Linked DNA regions of Capra hircus: region 1 is linked to region 2. A link is a contact called in public Hi-C data. All regions are on one chromosome and are shown on one strand. The core of a region is the stretch at or near the end of the contact, and the rest is flanking DNA. Distances in the headings are between cores, read along the strand shown.

Evidence for each region. Hi-C and Micro-C count contacts between places; a contact is called where the count stands out from the background.
Region 1: a Hi-C map of blood shows a contact between it and region 2, with 2.4 times the contacts expected there. The contact joins the promoter of C3 here to the promoter of TNFSF9 in region 2. A contact is called at or near these places in 2 of 5 Hi-C or Micro-C datasets (both in blood).

The regions. Positions count from the first base shown.
Region 1 is chr7:92,734,269-92,737,434 of ARS1.2, forward strand. C3 (complement C3) reads right to left here and starts at 1,536. Exons shown (of 42, transcript XM_018050944.1): 1 at 1,384-1,536; 2 at 377-569. The coding sequence starts at 1,460.
Region 2 is chr7:92,525,896-92,528,734 of ARS1.2, forward strand. TNFSF9 (tumor necrosis factor ligand superfamily member 9) reads left to right here and starts at 1,455. Exons shown (of 3, transcript XM_018050942.1): 1 at 1,455-1,864; 2 at 2,508-2,541. The coding sequence starts at 1,601.

The DNA of each region.
Region 1 (3,166 bases), core at 286-2,785, 210 kb after region 2:
CAGAGGGATAGGGTGGGGAGCAATGTGGAAGCGGTTTTTAGGATGGGGGGGCGACACATGCATACCCGTGGCCGATTCATGTTGATGTATGCCAAAAACCATCGCAATATTGTAAAGTAATTGTCTTCCTATTAAAATAAGTTAATAAACTTAAAATAAAAAAAAGGTGGAGACAGCTCAGAGAAAGCTCTGGATGAAGCAGTGGGAGGGGCTCAGAAAAGGGAGGGCTCAGATGGGGGAGGGGGAGACTCAGAAGGGGCGGGGCTCAGGCAGTGTGGGTGGGGCTCAGAGAGGGGGAAGGGCTCTCGGAGGACTCCGTGGAGGACTCTCGGAGCCAGTGCGGCATCCGCAGGACTGGGCTCCCTGGCGCGCCCACCTTGATGATGACGGTGCTCAGGTAGCCATTGTTGCTGTTCAGCTGGGTGTTTTCGTTTGACAGCACTTGTTTCTTGGCCGGGAAGTCGTGGACAGTGACCGAGACCTGAATATTCCCTTGTCCTCCGTGGGCCTCCAGCACCACAGTCTCCTCGCTCTCCAGACGCAGGATGTTGGGGGTGATCATGGAATACCTGCCGGAGGGGAGCATGGGGCGTGGAGCTGTCATGCCCGGAAGCCCGAGCTGCCAACCCTTCCCCAGGGTGAGCACTCTGCCCCAGTCCGTGGTCTCACAGGGGATCCAGTGACCGGCAGACAACTGGGGCGGGGTGGGGGTGGGGGGTGGGAGGCAGGGGCGGTGCTTCACATCCCATCAACTGCTGAACACCAAAATGAGAGGTGCCAACTCTTCCAAGACTTCCAGACTCACCACTGAACCCACTTATTCCAGGAGCTCTAATCCCAAAATCTTTAAACACCCCAAGCCTCTAAACACCCAGCCCTGAACACCATGTGTGCTATGTGCTAAGTCAATCGTGTCCGACTCTTTGCTGCCCTCTAGACTGTAGCCGGCCAGGCTCCTTTGTTCATGGGATTCTCCAGGCAAGAATACCAGAGTGGGTTGCTGGTGCCCTCCTCCAGGGGATCTTCCTGACCCAGGGATCAAACCCGCGTCTCCTGTGTCTCCTGCATTGCAAGCAAATTCCTTACCTGCTGAGCCACCAGGACAGCCAAGACCATCCCAAACTCCTCCCTAAACCTGTGGCACCCCAGACCCAGATCCACTCCCTCAGCCACATACACCCACGCGAAGTCTCTAGACCCTTAAAACCTGAAACTACAAACTCCCAGAATCTGTGACGGTCAAATGTCCAGGACGCCAAGTCACCTCTCCTGCAGAATCACTCATTCCACATGCACACCCTACACACGCAGGGCCTTGTACCACAAATACACACTCTCATCTCCGAAGCAGCCTTTTTTGGGGGTCAGGCTGTGACTACTCACATGGGGTTCCCCAAGGCCATGGGGAGACTGGCTAGAAGCAGCAGCAGCAGCAGGCTGGGACCTGAGGTGGGCTGCATGGTGCTGGGGCAGTGGAGGGACAGAGGGATGGAGGGACAGAGGGAGAGGGCAGGGGAGGGGAATGAGCTGAGGTTGCTGGAGGCTTCCTTTTATTTGGCTCCTGCCTTCCTCCCTCCCCTGACCAGCCCTCACTCCCTGTGGGCTTCCCCCTCCCTGGGACTGCCCCAGATTTCTCAATACTGTTTCCTAAGTTTTTCAATCTGTAGGGCCAGCATGCCTGGCATAAGTAACCCGGGGCCATGTTCTTCAGCTACAGGGTCACAACAACCTCCTGCCCTGGCCTCCCTCCGGGTCACGGCCAGCTGGTGATCAGGGACCTTTCCCGGTTACATCCACTTGGTAGTAGATGAAAGCAGAGGGCAGAGGGCCACCCTTCGCCCTCAACTCCAGATATCTGGGCCTGGCCCTCAGTCTACTTTTAAGCATGCATTTATTCAGCAGACTCTTCCTGTGAGTCCATCTCTGTGCTAGCATCTCATGTCCCACTTCCAGAATCTTCCATGTTGGCATGGGGCTGGGGGCCGGGGACAGAGTCCAGCATCAATGGTCCTAGCCTCATGGAGTGTTTTCTCCAATGGAGAAGGACTCAGCTTCTTGGAGAGTCAGGGAAGGTTTCTTGGAGGAGGGGACATTTCAGCTGGGCTTTGAAGTATGTGTAGGAGTTCACTATCCAACTGAGAATGTTTTCTAGGGCAAGGAGAGCCTGGAATTCCCTTCACCTAATCTCGTCAAGAGGCCTGAGTGGCTAAAAAGTCATAATTGAGGGAAGTCCCATGGCTAGCTTTTGTGTTACATCAATGCCTTCTTAGGGGAGGGAGGTTCAAGAGGGATGGGACATGTGTATACCTATGGTTGATTCATGTTTATGTATGGCAGAAACCAACACAACATTGTAAAACAATTATCCTCCAATTAAAAAATAAATTTAAAAACATCCTCGGGATATTATTATTGTTAAAAATTGTATTTAACTTGTTGCATACGAATTGGTAATATAGTCATATGGTTCAATATCGAAAAGGTAACCTTCCTCCTGCTCTTGTTGCTAGCCATCAGGGTCTCAGACATGACCCTGTAACCAAGTCTCACGGTTCTCTCCAGAGGTATATTATACATTTACAAACATTCACACGTTTCAAAAACAAATATCAGAAAGCTCTACACACTCTTCTTCCTGGTCTCCGTGGGTTACACCTTGCTTTTTCATAAACAATATACAGTAGAGATTGTTTCATTATCAGAGCACAGAGAGCTTCCTTGTTCTTACAGGCAGTGAAAGTAACCAGTCATCTACTGACGGACAGACAGACTTCCTATTGTTACAAAACCATGCTCCCTCCAGAGAGTAATCTGCAGTATTGCCCAGTTATTGCCCAGTTCTCATGATTATTAACTGGTAAACCTTGGGGAAATTACTGATAACCATTTGAGCCTCAGTTTCCTCCTGTAAAGGGGTTATAACAGCAAGCAACTTCAAAGGGTTCTTACTACAATGAGAAAAGATAATTCTGATCAAAGGCTATGTTCTAACAATAACCTTGCTAGATATCGCTAAATTCCCCTCCGTAGTTATATTGATTTGCATATTCACCAGTCTTGCACAAAGTTGCCAATTTCCTCATTCCCGCCCCTCCCCCACCCCCACCCCTGCCCCTGGCCCACCACCCTATTTTTGCCTCAGTGTCAATTTAATGTGCTTGTAAGT
Region 2 (2,839 bases), core at 205-2,704:
ACCAACGCTTCTACTTTAGCTGCCACCCACCACATCTCTTTTGGAGTTGGCAGGAGGTCACCAATAACTGAGGCGTGAGACACGGTGGTTGATGGTGGTATTTTGCTAGGGAATGTGTATTTGGCATTCCACCCCATGGCTGACAAGTTTTGGTTTAGGTTTTAAAACAGTCCCTTAACTATGGCTGCAGTGAGATTTTGGGAGACAGTAAAAGTAGGCGCTGGACCTTAATTCTTCCTCTTTACTCAGAAGGACAGCTGACCGCACTTCTGGGGGGAAAGAACATTCCAGGTGTAGGGGACAGCAGGTGCGAAGGAACAACCTTGGTACAACGCAGTGGGGTCTTCAACTTGGGCAAGTGTCAGAATGTTCTTGAAGGCTCCTTCAGACACTGACTGCAGGGCTTCAGTTCCCAGAATGTCAATAGGTCTGGCTGAGGTGCTAGAATCTGCAGAGCTAGCAAGTCCCCAGGTGATGCTGGTTTGGGCACGGCGCTTTTTTATAAACCGCTAGTATTAACGGAAGCGTTTTACACCTAGGTGTCAACAAGAGCCAGTATCATTAGTGTTTTCTCCTTTTAATTCCTCAGAGAGGCTTAATACAAGGTTGAATACAGGGCCGGTATCCGATCTTTGTTCCGTTTAACCAAAACACCCCTCCCCCCATTTCCTGGGCCGCTGGTGGACGGGTGAGATCAATTCCCGGGTCCATTCTCCCTTGCGCTATAGGGGAAGTGAGACCTGAAGGATGGCGAGGTCCACCCCGCTGGTCTGGGGTGAGCAGGGCTTCTCTGGGAGCCCAGGGCTTTTCTAGGGCTGGCCATCTGTCAATCCACGGTTGCTTCCTCTTTTGAGGCAGAGTTCTGGCCGCATCTCCGCTCCTCCTCCCGCCCCCGCGGACACCACGGGAGCGCGAACGGGAAATTTGAGTTTCCTCCGCCTCACTCAAGGTTGTCCCTTTCCTACAAGGGGAATTTCTCCACCTGGACTCTCCAGCCTTTTGCTTGTGGGGTCCAGGGAGTCCCTGACGGGAAGCGTCTAGGTGGGTGGGTGGGGGCAGGCCAGGGAAGGTCCGGGGTCCCGGGAAAAGAGAGGGAAGTAGAGAGAGGACTGAGCAGGGCACTCGGGGTTCCGTTGGGAGGACTTATCCTCCAGAGGACAAGCGGGCTGAGGCCTGGCTGTTCTTTTGACTCCTCCGAAGAAGTGCTGATTTTAGGGGAGCCCTGGAGGAGCCCCAATGCTGGGGGTGGGGGGCGCTAGGGAGGGATAAGGAATCAGGGAAAGAGACAAGAGAGAGAAGTAGAGAGGCGAAGAGATGACCAGGGAGATGCAAGAGAGATAACTGGGGGTCAGGAGGATTTGATGGAGCAGAGCGTGGAGAGCTAGAGAGAAAAGGAGACAGAGACATTCAGGGAAGAGAAAGTTGGGGAAAGTTTGGACAGAAGGTGGAGAGGGCGGGGCGGGGCCGCAAGGGGCGGGGCGGGCGGGAACCAACCTACCCAGCGCGTCGCTGGGATCCCCACCGGCCACTCCCCGGAAAGCCGGTCTTAGCTATAAAGGGCGGTGCGCAGGACCCGACTCGCAGCCGCCCGCAGCTGGCCATGCACTCCAGCACCCTCGCCACCCCGGACCCTGAGGCCCAGCGGTCGCCAGCGCCCCCGGGTCGCGTCTGCAACCCGCTGCCCTGGGCTCTGAGCGCCGCGCTGCTGCTGCTTGCCGCTGCCTGCGCCACCTGCGTGGTGCGGGTCTGGGGCATCCCCGGGACTCCTGCCCCGCCGGTTTCCAGTCCCGCGCCCAGCTCGATTCTCCCCGTGGGCCTGGAGCAGACTTCCGACCCCCACGCCAGCCTCCCCAACTCTCCGCAGGTGAGATACTGCCCGATCTAGACCCCGAGAGAGACCCGTACCCAGCCCCGGGACCCCTTCTCCATCCGCGTCCCCGCCTCCCGCAAGGTCTTTTCTGCGTCCCAGGCCGAGGGTGGAGAGACCTACCTCCCCGTCCTTCTTGGATTTCTGAGGTCACCAGTTCCTTATCCAGGTCTCCAGGGGGGCACCATTCTAATCCTAACCCCCCGTGAGACGCCATCTGCACCCCGGGCTTCAGATGGGGACCGTTTCACCAATGCGCACCCTGAGGGACACTGTCTGCAACCATCGCGGGGTTTCCCTTTTCTTTCGTAACTCGCAAAGAACCTCGGTTTTCTCCCGGACCCTTAGGGTACCTTCCTTTCCTTCTCAAGACTCTGCAGTATCAAGCCCCCTGGAGGGACTGTCTCCTCATTTCCCTCCTAAGCCCTCGGGGTCCTCTCCTTGCAGACAGCCAGGGCTGGGGCAGCGCGTGTGTGTACGCGCGCGCGCGGGGTGGTTCTTTTGGAACGCGAAGGGAAGGGACCATAAAGACTGTAGGCTCAAGGCTTGCGCACATCCCGGGGACCCCACTTTCCAAGGAGCTGCGTGTTGCGAGTAGAAGGACCTTTATTCACTTTGCGTTTGTCCTTTCTCTCAGCAGGGCGTGTTCGCGCAGCTGGTGGTGGCCGATGGAGGTGAGTGACTCCCTAAAGACCCGGGGGAGCGGGAGGAGGGTGCACTAAGTGGGAGAACTCCGGGAGAGGGAAGCCCCCTGCTCTGACCCAATCTGACCCTCTTTCCCTCCCTTCTCTGAAAAGCTCCCCCTACCCTCTTAGAACCTCGGCTCTCCCTCTCCGGGTCTCCTCCTTCTCTGACCTCCATCTGTGCCCACCTCAGACCCCCGGCCCCTTAAGGCTGGGCCTGGATCCGCGCAAATCTCAGCGGGGTCGGCTCCCTCTACTGGACTCTGGGAGATCCGGACCCCTCCTCCCC